3 separate regions of the Mus musculus genome follow, and all the other regions are linked to region 1. The links are chromatin contacts, called in public HiChIP or PLAC-seq and promoter capture Hi-C maps. All regions are on one chromosome and are shown on one strand. The core of a region is the stretch at or near the end of the contact, and the rest is flanking DNA. Distances in the headings are between cores, read along the strand shown. Region 1 holds the start of Sec31a (Sec31 homolog A (S. cerevisiae)). Region 2 overlaps Hnrnpd (heterogeneous nuclear ribonucleoprotein D). Region 3 holds the start of Tmem150cos (transmembrane protein 150C, opposite strand).

Region 1 (3,387 bases), core at 647-3,146:
CCCAGGAAGAGCAGCGTGTGCTCCCGATGAGCCACCTCTGCGGTTCTAAACTCATTTTCACATTGCAAGTTTTATGTAGCAACATGAAAGCCAACAGTACTATTCTGTCAAAAACAGCAACCTTGCAAACAGCTGCCCCACACCTCAGAGGTGACAGACTCAGCACCTTTGATTCTTATACGGAGAGTGCAAACCCGAGCCTGGGACCATTTTTAGTAAAGGTCCACGTGGGCAGAATAACTCACAAAGGACAGGAATATTTGTTCTCCAAAAGCTCCTTAGCACTATCAGCTGTTCCAGGCTCACTTCACTCAACCAAACTTAAAAAAAAAAAAAAAAAAAAAAAAATCAACCGCGGTTGCAGAACTGCATGTTATCTTATAAATCTACAAGATAAAATGTTAGGAGAAGAAGTTAATCTACAATAAAAGAAAATACTTCCAGTGTGATGGTAGATGCCTGAAATCCCACAGCTCCGGAGGTTAGAGAAGGAGGGTCAGAATTCAAGGTCATCCTTAGCTAATCAATAAGTCTGAGACTACTCCGGGCCACAAGAGACCCTATCTCAAAGAATGAAGGAAACGGGGAAGAAGAGAGGGAGAAACAAAAAGAAATTAATTTTGCTGTATCACTTGACAAGTCTTTAATGCGGGATTTTTGAACCTCATGAAATTACACAGAAAATCCTACCCAGGTATGTGCATACAGTGTGCGCATGCTTTTCTAGGAAAAGCCCGATGCTTCCAAAGGGGGATGAAAATGCCAAAAGACTGATAGCCATTGCCTTTAACAGTTCACAAATATCTTTCTACTCTTACATGTTTCAGGGGGGGAAAAAAACCTGTTTACAAAATTTACCAGTGAAATCCAAATCTCATCGCAAATCTCACATTTCCAGACTCCACAATGTGTAACATTCACAATTAAGATAGAAATTATCCAAAAGTTCTTATTCCCTGCAAACCTTTCTTGGTTTGCTGTAACGAAGAGAAACAAGGACAGAATTACTTAAAAGGGCAGTACATTTTATCCAACTCCTGAATAATCAGGATATAGAGGATACGGTCACATGAGCGAGCTTCTAATTTTATTTATACATATAAATATATATATATATATAAGAGTTACAATTGTAGACAAAGAGCCAAGTTTCAACTTTGTATAGTTTAACAATTTGGAGGAACTATCAAAAAAACTCTTGCAACTTCCAGGAAGACCTGCAGAATTAGTTCTACGAGCTCACAGAAAAAGTTTACATGCCCACAAGTCCAGGCAGTTATTTTACAACTGCCTCACAATGTAATTTAATACAACAGCAGCAAAATCATATGCTTTTGAAGCACCGGCTGTGATTAGCGACTGCTGTCGCTAAATAATACAGTCCTAGTTAAACGACAGTAGCCTTCCTTTCAAATCTATGGTCCTTTAAATCTGGCAACAGTTCAAACACAACTTAACACAAAAATCTCAACCTAGGTGAAGTCAAAGAAATCATCCCGAGGTCTGTTTCCCTTCCATGCCCTTGGGGATCGCACCACTTTGTGCACAGGGACTGAAAGGTTAACCTCAAACTCACTCCCGAGCAGGGCAGCCTGGAAACGTCGGCAGAGGATGACCGGCACGATCACCCGCCTGCTGCGACTCCAGGCGTTGTCCCGGCGGGGCCGAAACGAGACGGGGGCGCGCCGTCAGCGGAGAACGGGCCTCGGGCCTCGGCAGCGGACACCGAACCTGGCGAGGGGCAGGAAACAAACGGCGGACACACCTGGCGGACCTCAGCGACCTGTCCTGCGTTAGCCGGCGAGCGTCGGCCTCTCCCCGGATCCGCCGCCGCCGCCCCTCCTCCGCGGCCCAGGGCCACCTCCACGCTCCGCTCCAACGTGGCAGCCGCAGCCCCGCCTGCGGGCCGGCACTTCCGGGTGCGGCAACTCGCCACGCCCACCCGGCCAGCCGGCACTTCCGGGAGCAGCGGCTCGCTCCTCCCACCCCGCGGGACAGCACTTCCGGGAGCAGCCACTCCGGTAGGCTAGTCTGGCCGGAGGTAAGGATTCAGCCGCGCGGCGTGAGGAGGCGCCTAAACTTCAGGATGCATCCGCTTGGCGGTAGATCAAGGGGAAGTCGAGCTGGGCGTCTCCGTCGGGGAAGGAGAGCGGTGACCGCGAGGACGCCACGTAGCACTCCTGTGAGGCGTCAGCAGCTGCTGGCGACAATACCCACACTAGACAAGGCGGGCGAAAACTGGCTGCAAGGACCGGTTCAGTTTGTGACTCGGCTAAGTTAATTATTGGTTTTGCGTCTTCCCTTTGAGAACTTACGTGATTTTGTCGCACACACCCAAAGGCTTATACTCTATAGAGGCTTAGCTGCGTGAGTGAGGTATATCGAATTAAGTTCATATTCTTAATATTTCAGTAGCTATCCATGGTATTCAAACCTATTAGCACTCGCCCTGGGCTACCGGAACAAAATAAGCGTGTGTGTGTGTGTTGCTCTCAGATTGGAGCATTGAGATTTTCGTTTAGGGATATAGATAGATAGATAGGTAGGTAGGTAGGTAGGTAGGTAGGTAGGTAGGTAGGTAGGTAGATAGATAGATAGATAGATAGATAGATAGATAGATAGAGATAAAGATATAAACCAGTAACTGGAAATGTAGAAGCTGGTCTGTAGAGCAAAAGAATGAAATGGGTGCTGAATTGGGCCCATGCATATGATGCCACCACACTCAAGAAGTAGAGGCAGAAAGATCAGGAGTTCGAGGCTAGTCTAAATCCAGGTCACCTTAGGCTGCAAGAGAGCCTTTCTTGAAAAGCAAAAGAAAATACACCACCACCAAAGGCTGGAGAGACGGCTTAACAGTTGAGAGCACTTGCTGCTCTTACAGAGGGCTTGGGTTTATTTCACAGAACCCATACGGCAGTGCACAAGTATTTGTGACTCCAGTTTTAAAGGACCCTACACCATCTTCTGACCTCCAGCAATATCTGCATGCAATAAAGCACATACATAAATACAGGCACTCAACACATAAAAAGTGAATAAACCATAAACAACAAAAGAAATTAGGTGCTGAAATTCTCTATCCCAACTTAAGCTAGGTCTAGTACATTTCTGTACATTTTAACAAGATGGGGTTGGTTTGGGACCCTTTGGTCCCAGACACTTAAACTATCTCCCTTAGAGCTCCCAACCTTAACGTATGTGCTGCCTGGTTGTACTTTTAATTTAAGGTGGGATTATTTCATCAGTGAACTCAAGCCAGATGAAAATCACTTGTCATAAACTATTAGCACCTGGACTGAACTGAGATCTCCTAACTTATTACCCTTGTTGACCACACCCAAGTCTCCTGTAACACCTTGCTTATAGACTCCTTACATGAATGTA
Region 2 (3,387 bases), core at 763-3,262, 460 kb before region 1:
TATAACAGCAAATTGAATTTGCACAACAGGGTATTGAACTGGCTAGAATCTTTTTGCCCAAGGAAATTCAGACAAGACTTCTCAACTATTAACTTTAATGTGGCCAGCATTGATTATAGGATTCCATTTTCAGCCTTGCCAAATTTTGGTTAAAAAAGAACAAGTTCTAGGACAGCCTACAGAGAAACCCTGTCTTGGGGGGGGGGGGAGGACCCACAAACAAAACAAACAAAAAGCCTTCATTATCACTGTTAAGCATGGATCTAGTTTGACAATGTAGGTAAAACAACCCCAAATCAAAAAAAGCATACATTTATAGAGCAACACGAACACTGTGCCCAGATAGTGGGTTCAGTCTTTCTGGCTGTCAAGAATCCTAACACCTCAACATCCTAAACAGAGCACTCAAAGTGGAAGGTAGTCTAAGGAAAATGCTCCAAGAATAAAAGCACACCAACAAGTTTCTAATGTGCTGAATGTAAATCCTGGTAACAGGAACTTATTCGGGACGAACTGATGTCAAATCAGCACACTGAATTCTGACTTGGGAACAGCAATTGTCATATAATGAAGCAATTGCCATCCCAGTGCACAAAGAATGGACTGAAAAGCCAGACTTTTTAATACATATTAAGTTTAGGGAAAGATTTTAAAAGAAAACAGAACCCCAGGAAATGACTCACCTGGTAGTATATATCTAGTAAACAAGATACAGAAAGCTCATTGCTTGAGGACTGGCAATACTAGCAGGTCTACCCACAAGTAATCAAAGCTACCTAACAGCCCACCAAATGTTTCTATTCTGAAGTACAATTCTAAAAGGATGAGCTGTCATTACCTGATTTTCCACAAACTTCTCTCTCTCTCTCTCTCTCTCTCTCTCTCTCTCTCTCTCTCTCTCTCTCTCTCTCACACACACACACACACACACACACACACACACACACACACACCTACCTGCCATTACTCTTCTGAAATTCTAAGTACCAGGGCTTGTTAAATGTGGGGTGGATTAAGAGAAAGTAAGCTTTACAAGTTTATGAGCAAATGTTAAGAAACCTGTATATTTGTTAGCATGGAGGGGGTCTCAAAACACCCCTACAAAGGCCCTAATGGCTTAAGTGTTAGCCCAAGTACTGGTAGACATATGGGTAATGAAGAAAGGCCAGGTTTCAAGTCTGATTAAGACCACTAGATCTTCCAGCCCATTCTAGTGTCTCTGAAGCAAACTGTGATGGCTCTCTCTGGACACAGCCATCTGCCTTCTTCCCTTTGAGATGAGAACACTGTAAGCCAGATTCACCCTTCAGGCAGGGTGGGAAACTCCAGTAACCCTCACCAGACAATAAAAATATCTATCTAGAGGTTCATTCTAAAGTGTTCCACTCCTCAGTGGAAGCAAAGATCACTTAGCATCCACTAAAAACTTTGAGCAGGAAGAAGTCCAAGCAACAGGATGTAAGGTAAGATGGCCTTGCATGTGTTTGTTCTAAGCTGGGTTCTTGCCAACACCCAGGTCAGCCTTGAAATGAGCTCAAGAATCCACTTCAGCCTTCCCAGGGTTGAAGAGTACGGAATTACACTATCAGTAAAAGCCTTAGGAAGGAAAAAAGATGAAGGGCATACTTAAGATTGATTAGAATAGTTGGGGAAGAGGGTGAAAAATTCTAAGATGAATTCTGTTTTTAATTTAAATTGTAGAAACCAGAACTAGGGAAGTTTTTGTCCAGGGCTCAACAAAGAACCAAAACAACAAAAAACAAACCAAAACCATAAAAACCCACTGCAGGAAGAAGTTCATAATTCCCTCACATTTTGCAGAACTGCTTAGACTGGACAGTTTAGTGTCAAGGTAAAAACCCTATTTGAAAGACGTCATGTAAGACCTAGATTCAAATGAACAAACTCCCTCAGCAAACCCCTGTCCAGCCTAACCAGGGTTACCTACCCCTATGGTGCTGAGAGGACACGGAGGTCTCACTGGCCTGGGAAGACTTGTGCCAAACAAGCAGGATGATTTAGGAAACAAAGGACCTAATTCAGAGACAAAGGGATTCCTGGAAAGACAACTAGCTCAGCCTGGACAATGCATAATCAAGAACAAAGCTGACAAGATTTATGCAAATGGCAAAAGTTCAAGAAATAAGTCAGTGAGTGGCCAGAAAGATATCTAGGTCAACAGATAATTAACTCAGGTAGGCGTGAGGATAAGTTTTTAAATGTGACTTAATGGAAACAAAGTTAACATTAAAAACCAAGTTATTTATCTACTATTCTTTGTGAAAATGTTTAATCACACTGTGATGACTTCCAATCAGGAAGTTGAATCTGAGTGCAGTGACTTTCTACATTCCACCAGCACAGCTGTTTACAGACATTTGGCCTATTATATAGGATCAAGACCAATCTGATAGCAGCTCATGAACTAGGCTCAAACTGCCCCAAGCAAGTTTTTGGTGTGGTATTTATGGAAAACAGGCATAATGAAGTATGCTAGCTAATACTAATGTATTCAATTGACAGAGTGATTTATTTAGACACTTTCTATGATAGGCCAGGTAATCATAGATCTGAGGCTTTCCCAGTTTAAGTACACAAACCTGCCACTGTAATACAAAGGCAGGGATATGTAAACAAATGTGCATACTTTTGTATTATAATGTTTTTAAAAATGGGCTGCAGCCCTCATTGTATGTCTCTCATGAACTTTCAACTTTACAGCACTGACTTTTATCATTAAAATGTCTTTAGACACAATTCACTATCACAGACTCAGGCATCTGACCACAGATCGACTGCACCCATGGCTCACGTGACTAACAGCTCTTCAAGTCTGCTTCCAACTAACTGATCAAACTGAAAACTTACCAGGACTGAACACATTAACACACAATTCAGTAGTAACTATAAATTGTCCATCCAAGTTGAAATCAATGTCCTGAATGCTAACATAAGAGACTTACCAATTTGAGTGATTTCACACATAAAGCAGTGACCCTGACTGAACCCTGAAGTTTCACCTTAGCGCCCGCCCCTTTGGGATGACAAGATTTCTAGGAACATCTTACCTTTAAATCCTAGACTCAGTTAACAGACCAACCCCCCAAAAATTGACTTAAAAAAAGAGCACACATACAAATAAACACTATGCATTTTTTAAAATCTTCCCTAATTACACCAAAGCTTTAAGAAAAAAATACTCTCTAAACTAGCTGCAGTTCTATTTAAATTAATAGATTTCCTTAAGTCCACATTTTTTTTATTTAATGGAAGCTTAAAAACAATTGTCTGCAAATGTTCTTGCCCATTTTTCCAGATTTGTTTTTAAAAAGCACAATACATATAAAGAAAAACGTGGGTATTTGGGAAGTTACTCATAAAACTTAA
Region 3 (3,387 bases), core at 588-3,087, 340 kb before region 1:
CCCTTCCCTCGGGCTGGAGAGATGGCTCAGCGGTTAAGACCACTGACTGCTCTTCTAGAGGTCCTGAGTTAAATTCCCAGCAACCACATGGTGACTCAACCACATGGTAGCTCACAACCATTTGGGGATCTGATGCCCTCTTCTGGTGTGTCTCAAGACATAGACAGTGACATAAATAAATCTTAAAAAGGAAGAAAGAAAGAAAGAAAGAAGACCCCTTCTCTCAAGACCCCTCTATGCAGAAGAGGAGGCAGAGAGTCAGAGCCAGAGGTGATGATCCCAAAGAAACTGTTTCTAGACACCATAGAACTGATGTCTAGAACACACATGTGAACTCAGAGCCGGTGACAGTGACACAAGGCCTGTGTAGGTTCAAACCAGACAACATCCCAGCCCTGAGGAAGGAGAGCAGACAAAAAGTCCTTCCTACTCCTAACCAGGAAGATACCCATAACTGGTATTTTCTGGGACACACAGCTTCCTCAAATGGAGTGTCATTGGGTATGTCAACAACACAACTGGGCAGATTCCATGTGCTAACACACGTACACACAAACACCCCACGTCCTTTTGTGAGATCTCTGCATACTGGCTGGTTTTGTGTCAACTTGACACAGGCTGGAGTTATCACAGAGAAAGGAACTTCAGGTGGGGAAATGCCTCCATGAGATCCAGCTGTAAAGCATTTTCTCAATTAGTGATCAAGGTGGGAGGGTCCCTTGTGGGTGGTGCCATCCCTGGGCTGGTAGTCTTGGGTTCTATAAGAAAGCAAGCCGAGCAAGCCAGAAGAAGCAAGCCAGTAAGTAACATCCCTCCATGGCCTCTGCATCAGCTCCTGCTTCCTGACCTGCTTGAGTTCCAGTCCTGACTTCCTTTGATGATGAACAGCAGCATGGAAGTGTAAGCTGAATAAACCCTTTCCTCCCCAACTTGCTTCTCGGTCATGATGTTTGTGCAGGAATAGAAACCCTGACTAAGGGGCTGGTAAGATGGCTCAGTGGGTAAGAGCACCCGACTGTTCTTCCGAAGGTCCAGAGTTCAAATCCCAGCAACCACATGGTGGCTCACAGCCATCTGTAACAAGATCTGACGCCCTCTTCTGGAGTGTCTGAAGACAGCTACAGTGTACTTACATATAATAAATAAATCTTTAAAAAAAAAAAAAAAAAAAGAAACCCTGACTAAGACACTGCGTTTTGCCTTACTGGTTTTCTTTTTAGTTTGCTTTGATTTTAGCTTCTTATGAAGAGAGAAATTGGACGTGGGGGTGGGGAAGATCAGGGAGGAGAGAAAGAATATGCTAAAACTTTATTGTACAAAAAATATTTTCTCAGACAAGATGTTTGGCTTTCGATTCCATTCCTGCCATGGAATTCCTAACACCCATAGGACAGAACAGCAGTGTTTTATTCATAATGAACATCTTCTGTTTGTACCAGACTTCATGCTACTGAGGTAACTTTAGGATGAGGCTGCTCACCAGGTGCTTAGACCTCCAGCCTACCTACTTCCGGGAGGTTGGGGGGCAGCTGGGATGGAGAGCCTGGGGTGCACTGAGGGCAAGGGAGCCAGCCCCAGGCCTGCCTTCTTCACCCATGCACCTCTTCCATTTGACTGATCCTGAACTGTATCCGTCACAATAGAATGAGCATTAAAGAACGTGTTCTGCAAGCTATCCACAGCAAGCACGGACGTGTACGTGCACACCCACGAAGAACTGTTAGTGTAAGAAACAAGGAAGTCAGGATTTAGCATAAAACCCCTTTATTCAGTGGCCAGGTCCCAGTGAGTAATGTCAGTATTGGCTGGATGCTGCTGCTGCCGCTGCTGCTGCTGCACACTCTTAAGAACGCAGAGAAGTGTGTCACCGAAAGCTCTTTACTTGGAGTGTGGAGAGTAAAATAAAACCGTTTGTTCTTTGATAAAAATCTTTAAAATAGAAAAGTGAAAAGGAGGAAAGAAGAGAAACCTCATAGCAGTTTCAAAACTAACAGACATCCCCCTGGAGTATTTACGGTAAGACGCCTTTTTTAATAAGAGAATACTCTACTCGAGGCTTTCTCACACCACTGGGGGCTTTTCACTCCCTGCCCTGCCCTGCCCTGTAGTGATGAGTCCTCCCCCTCCTTCTTCACTCTGTCTTCCACTCTGTCGTTTGTCTCTGAATCTCTTTGATGCTCCTCACCTCCACTCAGAAACGAGCAGCAAATCTGTTCATTTGGACATTTACTGTGTGCTCGTGCTCGGCGCTATGCTGGGGGGCGGAGATTTAGCATTTGAACCCTTCCTTGGGAAGCTATACTTCAGGGTGAATTTACAAAACAACGTTTTCCACATTACATTCCGGGCTGTCTGAGCCCCCTAGGAGTTTGGAGAGTTTTTTGAAACAATGTGGGAGGGGGTGCTTGTGACTTGGTTGGGGAGGGGGTGCTTGTGACTTGGTTGGGGAGGGGGTGCTTGTGCACTTGGTTGGGGGAGGGGGTGCTTGTGCACTTGGCACTCTGTTGTTGGCACAGGGATCTAGGATGGCCTTGAACTCCTGCACCTCTGGGCTCATCTCCGAACAGCTTAGCAGTATTGCAGCTCCATTTGTGCCAATGTGATTTGCGGGAGGGCGATGTTTTTAATTTGCTTCTATAACTTCCAAATTTAATTTAAAGTCCCCAGTCCTCAAACTATAAAATTTGAGCAACACACGGATGTTAAAATCTCCCCTGGGTTGGACTAGCAGCAAGAGGGCTAACCTCCTGTCTTTCCTCAGAGCCCTCATACCTTTCACCTCCATGTAGATTTCTTTTGCGATTCTTCGAGAATCTTTTTTTCTTATTATTTCTTCAGATATAAATTAAGCTTGCACGTATACCCCTTTCATACTTGAAGCCAAAACAAGGTTCTTGCCTTTGGTCCACACCTTTGCCCACGAGGCCTACATAGACCCGTGAGAGTGGCACTTCAAAAAGAAAATGCAAACTGGAACTGTGGGTGATGCACTGTGGAAGGAAAAACCAAGCCACGCCCTCTCAGCCGTACCTCGTGCCATTCGCGGCTGACTGTCCCCGGTAGCATTCACGTTTGGAGATCTTCCTCAGGCAGAGTGACTCAAGTCCAAATGCTGGTGGCCGGCTTCTTTCCCGCTCACTCTCTGTAGCATGCTTCTCTCTCTGGATCCACAAAGCCGACCGCTGAACAGTGATGATGTCAGACTGATGGGAAAGCTCTGCCCACGCCTCTCAGGCCACGGCCAGCTTTAGTGCGGGGTGCATGCAGCCAGATGCTCCTAGGTTTCCACTCAAGTTCCCCTCGTGCTCGCCTCAAACCCTTCCAACCTGAAGGCGACTTAGGGAGCTGGCTTGACTCTCACTTTACATTCGGCCGGCCTTACTTTGC

Evidence for each region. Promoter capture Hi-C pulls out the DNA fragments that hold promoters and counts their contacts. HiChIP or PLAC-seq counts read pairs in DNA pulled down with a chosen protein or histone mark.
Region 2: a promoter capture Hi-C map of embryonic stem cells shows a contact between it and region 1. The contact joins the enhancer-like site here to the promoter of Sec31a in region 1. A contact is called at or near these places in 5 of 39 promoter capture datasets (the C10 cell line, the HPC-7 cell line, cranial neural crest and 1 more), 2 of 484 Hi-C or Micro-C datasets (CD4 T cells and cortical neurons), 4 of 115 datasets of contacts at active chromatin or transcription factors (embryonic stem cells, epiblast stem cells, fetal liver and 1 more) and 3 of 9 other capture datasets (adipose tissue, embryonic stem cells and liver).
Region 3: a contact with region 1 is called in an H3K4me3 HiChIP or PLAC-seq map of embryonic stem cells, with 2.6 times the contacts expected there. The contact joins the promoter of Tmem150cos here to the promoter of Sec31a in region 1. A contact is called at or near these places in 5 of 39 promoter capture datasets (the HPC-7 cell line, HPC-7-derived erythroid cells, cranial neural crest and 3 more), 2 of 484 Hi-C or Micro-C datasets (cortical neurons and epiblasts), 8 of 115 datasets of contacts at active chromatin or transcription factors (bone marrow-derived macrophages, embryonic forebrain, embryonic stem cells and 4 more) and 3 of 9 other capture datasets (embryonic stem cells, macrophages and pancreatic islet).

What each region holds. Positions count from the first base shown.
Region 1 is chr5:100,414,338-100,417,724 of GRCm38.p6, forward strand. It overlaps Sec31a (Sec31 homolog A (S. cerevisiae)), which reads right to left and starts at 1,897. Exons shown (of 28, transcript NM_026969.1): 1 at 1,766-1,897.
Region 2 is chr5:99,957,354-99,960,740 of GRCm38.p6, forward strand. Hnrnpd (heterogeneous nuclear ribonucleoprotein D) reads right to left here. Exons shown (of 9, transcript NM_001077265.2): 9 at 1-3,387. Among named protein-coding and RNA genes, the nearest start is that of Gm42127, 17 kb to the right of the region's middle. Within about 2 kb of position 2,013, at least 12 of the 459 cell types and tissues checked have an H3K27ac peak or open chromatin away from gene starts, as enhancers often do. A contact at or near this core is called in embryonic stem cells, where this site is marked.
Region 3 is chr5:100,076,125-100,079,511 of GRCm38.p6, forward strand. It overlaps Tmem150cos (transmembrane protein 150C, opposite strand), which reads left to right and starts at 1,838. Exons shown (of 5, transcript NR_045993.1): 1 at 1,838-2,016. It overlaps Tmem150c (transmembrane protein 150C), which reads right to left. Exons shown (of 8, transcript NM_001382851.1): 8 at 1,748-3,387.